Linked DNA regions of Zea mays: region 2 is linked to region 1. A link is a contact called in public Hi-C data. All regions are on one chromosome and are shown on one strand. Each heading gives the region's core, a stretch centred on a gene start, on an enhancer-like site or on the middle of the called end of the contact. The rest is flanking DNA. Distances are from core to core; before and after follow the strand shown.

Evidence for each region. A called contact is a pair of places that touch in the nucleus more often than the background predicts.
Region 2: a contact with region 1 is called in a Hi-C map of ear, with 3 times the contacts expected there. The contact joins the promoter of LOC100279573 here to the promoter of lox11 in region 1. A contact is called at or near these places in 2 of 25 Hi-C or Micro-C datasets (ear and leaf).

The regions. Positions count from the first base shown.
Region 1 is chr5:125,883,136-125,889,668 of Zm-B73-REFERENCE-NAM-5.0, forward strand. It overlaps lox11 (linoleate 13S-lipoxygenase11), which reads left to right and starts at 2,876. Exons shown (of 4, transcript NM_001112511.1): 1 at 2,876-3,396; 2 at 3,509-3,774; 3 at 3,887-4,448; 4 at 4,564-6,295. The coding sequence starts at 3,021. The coding sequence ends at 6,095.
Region 2 is chr5:126,323,743-126,330,275 of Zm-B73-REFERENCE-NAM-5.0, forward strand. It overlaps LOC100279573, which reads left to right and starts at 3,113. Exons shown (of 20, transcript NM_001155598.2): 1 at 3,113-3,228; 2 at 3,491-3,568; 3 at 3,687-3,749; 4 at 3,836-3,877; 5 at 4,220-4,285; 6 at 4,384-4,449; 7 at 4,843-4,956; 8 at 5,134-5,197; 9 at 5,419-5,501; 10 at 5,706-5,755; 11 at 5,841-5,918; 12 at 6,076-6,204; 13 at 6,299-6,341. The coding sequence starts at 3,518.

The DNA of each region.
Region 1 (6,533 bases), core at 1,626-4,125:
ATGTTTACTATTGACTTAAGGACAATCTATCGAGGACTAGATTGCATTTTCCTCTTTAAGTCGGTTCCTTTTTCTGCTACTGAGCCGAAGCTTCCTTGCGCGTAGCTTCGGAACTGGTTCAACCTTCGTCCCGACCATGCTTTTCATAATGTGTACAGCTCCATTCCGAGTCCGAAGGTTCATATACATATATTACACTTGGGAAACATTGTTAATCATGTTTTTGAGGACCTTCGGAAGACGAAGGCCCCCAACAGATGTGGTTGATGCTAGAATGAACATTGTCATGACAGACACATATGTGCAACTAGCGTGTGCCTTGCATCCATATGTGAACTATGTCATGGGGACCACGAACAATCTCATGACAAATCTTCATAAGGGTGTCGAAAGGATGTTTGATTCGAATACTGTTGCAGTGGCACTCCAAGAGTATGACTTCTTCAAGAGGAAGATTGTAGACTTCTCAAGTGAGCTTGCAAGGAGAAAGGCCATTGACTGCGTGACATCTCCGTTGAGTTGGTGATCCATGTTTGGATCAGATATGTCGACACTACAACGTGTTGCTAAGCGGTTACTATCAGAGTGTGCCTCGTCGAGAGGGTGCGAGCGCAACTGGAGTACTTTTGCATTCATCCACACAAAGCTCTGCAACAAACTCAACTACTTTCAATTGCATGAACTTGTGTTTGTTAACTAAAACCTTCGTCTTAGCATCCAACAAGCATCTAACACACCAGAGCCTAGTGAGTTTGATCCTGCCTTGGCCTTCATGGATCTATCATTACACAGGCATAATGAAGCCATTAGAGATTGGATGGAAAGAGGAAGATCCAATGCACCTCCAACGTTGGATGAAGACTCACCTATCAGTGACACTCCTCTTCCTAGCACACTATTTACATCGCTTGTACACAAATATGGAGGCACATAGGAAGTGCAAGAATGGGCCGATGAAACAGTTAGCGACACCCACCTTGGCAAGGGGAAGACAAGACTTGGTCCATCAGATAGGAAAGGAAAAGGGTCAAAATCACCAATCAAATCGAAGAGGAAGAAGAGGATGAAGACAGTGATGATAACACAACCGACCCTAGTGCAGGTGATGATGGCAACCATGGTGATGTTGGATTATATTGTGCAGGAGGGAGTGGTGCAAGAGGGAGTAGTGCAGGAGAGAGTGGTGCATGAGATTGGAGGTCCACTAGAGGAAGTCGGTTCACCCATGCCACACAACATTCTTACCATGATGCACCTCATTCACAGCGAGAGACAATAAGTGGTCGGCATCGTTCAGTTTCATTTTCTGTCCAAGATGGAATCCGTAGCTCAAGTAGCTCCAATTCTTCTAACTATCCGCTTGGACAAGACTCAGTCTATAACCCTTTTGCATGGCAATGGCAACCGGGTCAAGGACCACCAGACAAAGTACCACCATCGATCATGTATGGGTATGGAAACTATGGACCCCCTCCACCGCCATATTCAAATTTGTCAAATAAGTACCCACCAGGACCACAATATGGGTATGGATAAGTTCCCGCTGCACCAGTATGTTATTTTTGCTTCGTGGATAAGTATTTATTTGCCGTTCTTGTTTTCTCGCTAATGTATCTCATATCTTTTTGTATAGAACTATCACTATGACGGATTGAAACCATATCACGATCCTTACAACATGCTTGGGTACTATCACTATGACTCGAGCTGAACATGTGAGTATTATAAAAATAAGTCGACCTATGTGTCGTTGACGCATTGGAGAGATGCAAAAAAAACTTGTATTTGAGTATCGCGAAGTTCGTTGGTTGTTTGTTGTATAAGAACTGAAGTTTGCGGTTGCATATGTATGTCGTATGTTATTTTGGTAAATATATGTCGTGTGGATCAATTAATATTTACTGTGCAATGTGAATCGAGCAAATTACAAATAGAATCCTGTCATTTTTTTCTTATGTAAAAAATAGTGAAAACCGATGCATTTTTTTTGGAAAACCAACGGTTTAGGGAAGTTTAATTTACCGCAGGTTTTTCATCGATAAACCGCCACGAAACTAAGTTTGATTTGGTTTGGGTAAACTGGTCGGTACGCGGAGTTACCGAAACCGAAGGGGTGCGGGTTTTTTAGGCTCAAAACGGTAAACCCGTCGACCATTTGCTCATTGTAACAGCAACATGACCGTCAACAACGTGACCAGTTGCCGAGCAGGTCAAGTTGCAGTCGGTGACCATCTTCTCAGAGCCGGGCACCTCGATCTTCAGTCGACAGCGACCAGCGGTCGTGCATGTGCAGCCTCCAGCCTTGCCACGACTTACCTACCTGGCCAAGGCGAGTTGCGAGCTACTCTTGTGAGGGGCACACCGGCCCACGCGTCGCACACGGTACATATCCATGGAACCACGTACGCCCAGATCGATCGTTTCGAGACAATCTTCTCTTTGTCCATGGCAAGACGTTGGACACTGCAACAGCAATGGTACTTGATCGTCAGAGCACTCATCGGTGGTCAGGGAAACAGTTCGAGCCAATCCGCCCTTTCAAAGACCCGGCCTGTCGATCCTCTCGAGATCGAGTCGTTGGTCCTTCCGTTCCACGCGAGATCCTGTTAGGTGGTCACGGAAACAGTTCGAGCCTGCCTTGCAAAGAACAGCTCGCTCTGAGCATTGGCACACACACACCACACCAGTCGCTGATATTAGAGAAAATTCCTGGTATGCCATCATATTTTATACTCATCCCTTGTGTGCCACTGAGTGGCATATAGGTATATTTTTTGGTGTCTATGACATGTGGGGCTAGTGGCATACAAGGAATGAGTATATTTTCCAGTGGCATACAGGGAATTGGCCCCTGATATTATTCCGATCCCCCACGTGCAACACGGCATCTACCCCACCGGACTCACTATATCTACGGCCCATCAGCATACGCACAGACCGCGCGCTCGGTCGACTACTGGCTAGCTTGTTTCAGTCGTCCGATCTGATCTACAGAAAAAGCAGGGGCAGGGCAGCTAGCCATGATTCAGATGAACATGAAGCAGCCTCTCGTGCTGCCCGCGCACCGGGGCAATGTCATCGGCTCGCGCCTGGCGTCGTCGCCCTCTCCGGTGGCGGCGGCGGCGGCGGCGGCCAGCAGGCGGAGGGGCGTCGTGTCCTCCCCCCGCTCCCGGCTCCAGCGCCACATGCGGCTGCCGAGGATCAGCTGCAGCGCCACCGAGGAGGCCAGCGGCGCCGTGTCGGCCGTCACCGTGGAGAAGATGCTGACGGTGACGGCCTCGGTGCAGGCGGCGCCGGCCATCGGTCAGATGTACTTCCAGCGCGCCCTCGACGACGCCGGCGACTTCTTCGGCAAGACGCTGCTGATGGAACTCGTCAGCTCCGAGGTCGACGCAAGTGAGTAGTAGTGCGTGATACCGTCCGTCTGTTAGTCTGTATGTATATGTACCTGAACCTGATCGAGCGAGTCTGAGGCTCTGAGCATGTGTGGTGGTGGTGGTGGGTGCAGAGACGGGTCTGGAGAAGCCGCGGGTGACGGCGTTCGCTCACAAGACGCTGCGGGAGGGCCACTACGAGGCGGAGTTCAAGGTGCCGGCGTCGTTCGGGCCCGTGGGCGCGGTGCTGCTGGAGAACGAGCACCACAAGGAGATCTTCATCAGGGAGATCAAGCTCGTCACGGGCAGCGACAGCAGCACCGCCGTCACCTTCGGCTGCAACTCCTGGGTGCACTCCAAGTTCGACAACCCGGAGAAGCGCATCTTCTTCACCCTCAAGGTCAGCCGTCACAGCATGCATATAGGGCACTGCTGGGAACTTGCTATAGCCTATAGCTGCCAGCTAGATGCATGGCATATGACCGTTGCTTCGATCGATCGCGTGCGTGCAGTCCTACCTGCCGTCCGACACGCCCAAGGGCCTGGAGGACCTGAGGAAGAAGGACCTGCAGGCGCTTCGGGGCGACGGCCACGGCGAGCGCAAGGCGTCCGAGCGCGTCTACGACTACGACGTGTACAACGACCTGGGCGACCCGGACAAGAACCCCGCCCACCAGCGGCCCGTGCTGGGCGGCAGCAAGCGGTACCCGTACCCGCGCCGCTGCCGCACCGGTCGCCCCAGGACCAGGAAGGACCCCGAGGCGGAGGTGCGCCATGGGCACAACTACGTGCCCCGCGACGAGCAGTTCTCGGAGGTCAAGCAGCTCACGTTCGGGGCCACGACGCTGCGCTCGGGCCTGCACGCGCTGCTCCCGGCCATCAGGCCGATGCTCATCAAGAGGGAGCTGCGCTTCCCGCACTTCCCGGCCATCGACGACCTCTACAGCGACGGCATCCCGCTGCCGGCGCAGACCGGGTTGGGCGCCATCCGCAGCATCGTCCCGCGCGTGGTCAAGCTGGTGGAGGACACCACCGAGCACGTCCTCCGCTTCGAGCTGCCGGACATGATAGAGAGTAATTAACGAAGCATCTCCCCGGGCCCTCACATCAAGAATACAATACTAATAGAAAATAAATTCAATAATGGCACTAATCAATGGCTTTGCTTTGCTTTGCTTTGCTGTTGCAGGAGACCGCTTCTCGTGGTTCAAAGACGAGGAGTTCGCGAGGCAGACGATCGCGGGGCTCAACCCGCTGTGCATCCAGCTCCTGACGGAGTTCCCCATCAGGAGCAAGCTGGACCCGGAGGTGTACGGCCCGGCGGAGTCCGCCATCACCAAGGAGATCCTGGAGAAGCACATGAGCGGCGGCGCCGCCATGACCGTGGAGCAGGCGCTCGCGGCGAAGCGTCTGTTCATCCTGGACTACCACGACGTGTTCCTGCCCTACGTGCACAGGGTGCGCGAGCTGCCGGACACGACGCTCTACGGCTCCCGCACCGTCTTCTTCCTCACGGACCTGGGCACGCTGATGCCGCTGGCCATCGAGCTGGTGCGGCCCAAATCGCCGACGCAGCCGCAGTGGAAGCGGGTGTTCACGCACGGGCCCGACGCCACCGACGCCTGGCTGTGGAAGCTTGCCAAGGCGCACGTGGTGACCCACGACACGGGGTACCACCAGCTGGTGAGCCACTGGCTGCGCACGCACTGCTGCGTGGAGCCCTACATCATTGCCGCGAACCGGCAGCTCAGCCGGCTGCACCCGGTGTACCGCCTCCTGCACCCGCACTTCCGCTACACCATGGAGATCAACGCGCTGGCCAGGGAGGCGCTCATCAACGCCGACGGCATCATCGAGGAGTCCTTCTGGCCGGGCAGGTACGCCGTCGAGCTCAGCTCAGCGGCGTACGGCGCCACGTGGCAGTTCGACACGGAGGCGCTGCCCAACGACCTCGTCAAGCGTGGGCTCGCCGTGCGCCGGGACGACGGCGAGCTGGAGCTCACCATCAAGGACTACCCCTACGCGCACGACGGGCTCATGGTCTGGAACACCATAAGGCAGTGGGCGGCCGACTACGTCAACGTCTACTACAAGTCCGACGAGGCCGTCGCCGCCGACCCCGAGCTGAAGGCGTTCTGGGACGAGGTGCGCAACGTGGGCCACGGCGACAAGAAGGACGAGCCGTGGTGGCCCGTGCTCGACACCCGCGACAGCCTCGCGGAGACGCTCACCACCATCATGTGGGTCACCTCCGGCCACCACTCGGCGGTCAACTTCGGGCAGTACCACTTCGGCGGATACTTCCCGAACCGCCCGACCACCATCCGGAAGAGCATGCCCGTGGAGGAGGAGGCGGGCCGGGACGAAGAGATGAAGAAGTTCCTGAAGCAGCCGGAGACGACCCTGCTGGACATGCTGCCGACGCAGATGCAGGCCATCAGGGTGATGACGACGCTGGACATCCTCTCGTCGCACTCGCCCGACGAGGAGTACATGGGAGAGTTGGCGGAGCCGTCGTGGCTGGAGGAGCCCATGGTGAAGGCGGCGTTCGAGAAGTTCGGCGGCAGGATGAAGGAGATCGAGGGATTCATCGACGAGTGCAACAACAACCCGGAGCTCAGGAACCGGTGCGGAGCAGGGATCGTGCCGTACGAACTGCTCAAGCCCTTCTCCAAGCCGGGAGTCACCGGGAGGGGCATCCCCAACAGCATCTCCATTTGACCCGTCCGTCCTCTCCATCCAATGGGGGTTTGCCTTATTGCGTGCACGCTAGCTAGCTGCTTGGAAATAAAAATAATTAAAATAAAAGGTCTCGTCTGTACTATTGTATTGTACCATGGATCATATCGTACATGTTGTGTCAATGCAAAGAGGCACGTTTGAGTTACCATTAGGATGACATTACTAGCAGATCCTTTTTATGTTATCGTCTTTAGAACTTTGGATGACCAAGAAATACTGCCAGATTATAAATAACCTACCCGGCCGGAGGGAGATCAAAATTTGGCAACGTCGTCCCTATGTGTAAAAGACTTACTAGAAAACGAAAGGAAAAACAACTTTACACATTTTTAAACGACTAGATACCGTACCAGTTTCTGGTACCCTGCCAGTATAAAAACTTCACCTCAGCTCACTGGTAAAGTGGGAACTGGTAAG
Region 2 (6,533 bases), core at 1,863-4,362, 440 kb after region 1:
ACACACTAACACCGAGTTTGTCCCTGAACATCCCGGCTACCTCGTCTCTGATCCTCTCCGCCATGTCTGGCGACCATCCATTGAGTTTGTGGGTGGAAATCTCAGGTTGCCTGACATCACTCTGTCGACTTTCCTCCCAGGGATGTTTGATGTGTGTGTTAGGTGTCCTATTAATGTCACCAGCTCCTGCCCTATACCTCTCAGGCTCTCTTGTGGCCGAACAGTATTCAGCCCTATGTCCATGAGGTGGTATGGTATGATTATAATGTGTTGCTGGTGGGGCACCATAATGTTGTTGCGATGAATGTGGAAATTGTGCGTACTGCGCAGCTCTCGGCTCTGCGTACGCATATCCAGACGGTCCGGCGTAAAAGGCCGGATGGTCCGTGACCTGGCCAAATGGTCCGAAGGTATATCCAGATTGTCCAGCCGTATATGGTGCTACCTGGGTAGTCTCGTACCCAGACCGTCTGTCGTAAAGAACTCGACGGTCCGTGATCGGGCCGAATGGTCCAAGGCTGTACCCGGACGGATCGGTCATATATGGCGCGACTTGGGCAGTCTGCGCGTGGACTCGTGTAGAGTCGGATGGTCCGGTAATACGTTGGCCGGTTCATGCCATATCCGGACGGTCCGACGTAAGATAGCGGACGGTCCGCAACATATCCAGACGGTCCGGTGTGATGCACCGGACGGTCCGTGATGGGGCCGAATTGTTCGGGGTTGTACCCTGATGGTCCGGCCATGTATGGTGCGACCTGGGCGGTTTGTGTGCGGGCCTGCATCTGGTCGGACGGTCCGGCGAAATACGCCGGACGGTCCACGGTATAACTAGACTGTCTGAGATGATGCTCGAACGGTCCGGCCGCGTCCAGTACTTGTCGCGTGCCTAGTGGTTGTGGCTGTGATGGTGGCACGAAAGTGTGCATCGGCATACCATATGATGGCTGGGTCAAGGGTGACCCATTTATAGCCGATGTGTTTGACGCGGGTGGCTCTGTATTAGACTCTTGCGATGGAAAGATAGGAGCAGCTGATTTCTCGTATGAACGTAGATGCATTTTAATAGATTCATCTACATATTGCTTTAACTGATCTCCTCGTTGATCCATGAAAGTCGTAAGAGATAGATCTGGAGTACTTACAGCGGGACCCTGAAGTGGAGGTAGGAGAGATTCCATATCGATCTCCCCTTGACGGATGATCTTCTGGTGGCGATCCACTGTGAAGTGTGACAAATACTTTTCTGCCGCCTCCTTGCGCCGTTCAGAGAGTTTATGCAGCAGTTCCGCCTCTTCCTTGTCGCGTTGTTCGTTCCATTGCCGCATCACCTCCTTCTCATCGCGCATTACGAGGTCTTCAAAGGGTCTTTGGTCATCAGCCGGGAGCGCCTCCATGGCTGGCTTGATGATGTTGGTGGTGGAGATCTTGGTGTGATCCTTCGAACCGGCCATCTATGGGCCGATTTTTAGCAGGTCTAGACACCTATTCCCTAGCGGAGTCGCCAAAAGTATGTTGACATCTTTTTCGGGCGCCAAACACTGCGTGAGAATCGGTGGCGGTGCCTTCTGCAGAGGCGCGGACGGTCCGCGACCAGGGGCTGGACGGTCCGCGACCTGGTACAGGGGCTGGCGTTCCCTGCCTGATGGCCGGACGGTCCGCGCCTGCGCAGGGGCGGCGAAGGTCGCCGGCGGCGCCTGGATCTCACTCCTGGGAGGGACCCCGTCGGGGAGGAGAGATCCTAGGGGTTGTCTAGCCTCGGGCCGGCCGACCTAGACTCCTCTAATCGGCGTAGAGTCGAAGAGAGGCGAAGAATTTGGGGATCGAGAGGCTAAACTAGAACTAGACTAGAATTACTCATAATTGTGCTGGAAATAAATGCGAAATAGAAGTGGTATTGATTCGATTGTTAGGGGGTTCAATCGGCCGTAGCCCTTCATCTATATAAGGGGGAGGTCTGGATCCGCTTTGAATTGATTTCCGAGTCAATCCCATGGTTTTAGGTAACAAATTTCACGAGAAATTAGGAACCCTAACTGACTCTGCGCACGCGCGGACCGTCCGCGCCATCACCGCGGACAGTCTGGACCGCGGACCGTTCGGCCTCAGGTTCGGACCGTCCGCGCCGGTCGTTTTGACTTCCAACACTCATGCTATAAAGAAGTAAAGAAAAACACTAATTATTTTGGGTATTGTCTCCTGCACATTATTTTGGGTATTGTCCGCGCCTGCACGAAACGCTGACGCTGCAAGGAACGCGCGGAGGGGACGGGGAGAGCCGGAGAGGCACGAAGAAAACTCATAGAGATAGAGACGTAATCTTCAACGATCAGGATTTCATTCTTTTTTCCATGAAAAGTGTGAAGCCGTCTCACTTTCTAGGTGGCAAAGTGTGACCTAGCTACCAAATTCAAATCATTCACCTACAGATTATTCGATCAACCTTTCTAAACAACCAGGATCATGTGTTTGCTCACGAGAGCCAAAAACCGATGCCCCTTTTCTTTCTTGTGGAATCGAAATATGGAAGAGGTACGCGTTGCATCAGATTTTGTTTTTAATTTGCAGTTGTGTGTTCAGTGTTCTATTCTTCATTTTACATATTATTAATTTGTGACTACAGCCCTGAAGCGCCTTTCCATCCATGTATAAAATCCCATATTACGGAGGACTGAAAGGGGTGACATTCATATATATATATATATATATGGCTGGAGCTTAAAAGTCCAATCTGTGTTCTTTTCTACCTCTTTCGGTCTCCGCTGAGACTTGAAACAGCCTTTCATGGATGTACTGAAGAGAAAAAGAACCTTTTGTACCATAAGATAGTAGAACAGAATTGGTGTCTCAGGTATCTTTGCCCCACCGTCTCCAGTATCTCAAAAATCCAACGCATAACTCACAAAAATGACCATAATATGGTTTGAACCGTTTGTTTACAAATTTGGATATGCCATTTCGATTTCAGATTTCTTCAAAGTTCTGAGTCTCCAAATTGGCAAAAAGTTGAAGTTAATGGGGGCCATGTGCATGTGTCCGGGTCCGGCATCTGGAAATGGAATGGTACTCCAATATATATTCGGCTCGCCCCTCACCAACCGGTGGAGGACGACGACCGGTCCCATTCCCCCCGCCCCAACTTGTCAGGACTCAAGAGGCTCCCCTCCTCCCTCGCCGCGGAACACGCGCGCCGTCGTCGCCAGCCCGGGTTCATTTCTCCGTTCCTTGGTAAGCAAGTCTAGGCCTAATGTTCGTTTTATTCGCTGGGATTGGGATCTCTTCCCCATCGCGAGCCCTCGAATCCAGCCTCATCTTCGTCTCCGATCTGCCCCCCGCTCAGCCGCGGATTCTTTCGCTGCGTGGTGGGACGGAGCCGAGTAGTAATTATCCGTTTGCTTCCCCTAATTTCTTCTCTGGGGTCTCGGTCAAATTCGGCTGCGGCGGTGACCTGATGGGATCCTCTATTTGTTTGGTTGCTGTGTCTGTGCAGGTGCGGTGGTAGCCGAGCGCTCCGGCCATGGCGTTCTATCGGGGCCTCACCGCAGTCTCGAGACTGCGATCACGCATGGTGAGTGGTCCGTGTAGCGGTGGCGCTTTGTCTTCGTGTCTGTGTGTATGTATGCTGCTTCACCGGTTGTGGGGGTTGTCGTGCTGATATTTTTTCCCCGTGCTGCTCGTGTTGCCAGGCGCAGGAGGCCACCACGCTGGGGGGTGTGAGGTGGCTGCAGATGCAGAGCGCGTCCGATCTCGTAAGACAGTTCGTCTTCCTGTTATGCCTTGTGGTAGAGTTTTGTGTACTCTGGATAGCATGCTGATTGTGTTTCTGCAAATGCAGGATCTTAAGTCCCAGTTGCAGGAATTGATTCCGGAACAACAGGTTTGCTGCGCGTAGACTATCTGTAAATCTTGTAAAGTCGAAAAGTTCTTGGGGGGTATCTGATGCCTTTATCTTCTGTTCTTTTAGCCAATAGCAGCTAATAGAGAATGGTGTCATGTGTCAATCCCTTTTCCTTTAGCTCATTATTTCTGTGTTCAATACATTTTCACCTCAAATGCATGCAGGAACATGTCTGCACGACTTTAGTTTTGCACCTAGCTGTAGTTGGCAAATTTAGAATAATAAAAGTTTATTATGAAAATCTACTTTGTACTTTGTTTATCTACCCACCTGTCTTCATCTGGCCTTGCTGTTCTCATATGTTAGTCTGTTTTGTTACAGGATCGCTTAAAGAAGCTCAAGTCAGAGCATGGAAAGACCCAGCTTGGAAACATAACTGTGGATATGGTATGATATATTGCTTATCAATTGTCTATGGATAGTTTTGTTGCTTTTATAGCATATACTAACTTATCCTGGGAAATTCCTGAATGATGTTCCTCCAGGTCCTTGGTGGAATGAGAGGGATGACTGGAATGCTTTGGGAAACATCCCTACTTGATCCAGAGGAGGTAATCTTGCAAGCATCCTCTTCATGATGCTATGTTAGCATAGTGTACTATTAGCTCGTGCCCACTCTATGTCAAAATATGTACACTGTTCCAAATTTAATTCAGTATTACACAAGATCTACAGAAGATGCATGGGTTTTTTTAATAACACACGAATTTGCTGTAGTTGAAGCCTTGAAGGTTAAGCGTTTTTTAGCATGGTAGCTGCATTTCTTGTTTCTTTATTTGGGTTAATTTGGAGCTTGTCAAACCTGAATGGCTGGACGTACATCACTCATCATCTTTGTTTTTTGATGTAATAATCTAGTTTTGACATTAACATATTTATGAATTTCAAAGTGAAGCAATGAATCACATCATTCATGCGCTAATAACGACTTCTTTTCTATCCAGGGTATTCGTTTTAGGGGCCTCTCAATTCCAGAATGCCAAAAAGTGCTGCCAACAGCAGTTAAGGGCGGTGAACCTTTGCCTGAGGGTCTCCTTTGGCTTCTTTTGACGGGGAAGGTATATGCCTTCCTATATTCATTCAATTTAAATTTAAAAATGTGCCAAATGTGTTCTGTTAAGAATACATTTCTCGCCTATCTTTGTATTTCCATTCCTTTAATATATTTTAGTTTTTTTCCCAATTCTCATCCTATTTCTATAAGTTTTAAGGCTGTGTTTTTTTTCTTGTTTCAGGTCCCAACCAAAGAGCAAGTTGATGCACTATCAAAGGAATTGCTTGCGCGCTCAACTGTTCCAGGTATTCTGTGCACACTGCTGTCTGCTTGTGTTATTGTTTTGACCAATTAAATCTACAATTTATCTGAACAAATTGATGCTAATGTCTCCCTATTCTAAAATTCAAAGGTAGTCACAGATCATCGAGAAATCTATATATTTCTGTTAGTATGATTGTGTTAAGTTTATATGTTCGATCTTGCCACTTTGCTCTCTAGCAGCTGATAATTAATATGGTTGCAGCTCATGTCTATAAGACAATAGATGCTCTCCCAGTAGATGCACATCCTATGACACAGTTTACCACAGGAGTAATGGCTCTTCAGGTGATTACATTTCTGTCATGCTCTTTTCTAAATATAATATCATAATTGTGAAATAAAATAGCATTTTCCTTGTGATTTATTTGCACTTTTTAGAATTGGACGCAAGTTGTATTTAAATTAATTTCCTATTGTGTCATGGATGCTCTTTGTAAATTCTAAAGCCTAAAAAATGACTTACTTTTCCATTTTCAAACCCCATTTCAGGTTGAGAGTGAATTTCAAAAGGCTTATGACAATGGATTGCCAAAGTCAAAGTAAACTTGGGATTTGTACTGCCTCCCATTTTCTTATGTGTTCAGTGGTTGCTTTCTATGGTGGTCAAAATTATTGTTTGTATAGGTTTTGGGAGCCTACTTATGAAGACTGCTTAAATTTGATTGCTCGGCTTCCACCAGTGGCTTCTTATGTTTACCGGAGGTAGCTTTTGTTTAGAAATGTTTCATTTTTAATGCACTTACTGGTGGTGACATCAGTCAATTTTTTCCTGAACTAGTTGTGTACAGATGTTTTTTTGAAACAGCTGCATTCAAATTTTAGAATTAATGAATTATATTGTTTCATTTGTTTTTTGAAGAATTTTCAAGAGTGGGAAATCAATAGAAGCCGATAATTCTTTGGACTATGCGGCAAATTTCTCACACATGCTTGGTTTTGACGACCCAAAAATGCTGGAGCTGATGCGGCTCTATGTAACAATTCACACGTAATTTTGCATCCATCCTTGTTTGTACTTTTATTATGTTTCAGAAGTACTCGTTTTCCTCTCATACTGTGACCTGTCACCTGTGTTCTTCTAGTGATCATGAAGGCGGGAATGTCAGTGCTCATACTGGTCATCTGGTAATATTTGTTCTCTTGTTGTAATCTTTATATTTTTTGTTAGTGTTTCTTAACGATCCAAGATAATGACAGCTGTCGGCGTGATACCCTATTTTGTACCATCATTGCACTTTGCTTTTGGTTTGCTACAATGTGATTATTACTCCTGTGACAATACTTTAGTATGTACTTTTAAAGCGAACTGAATTGTTA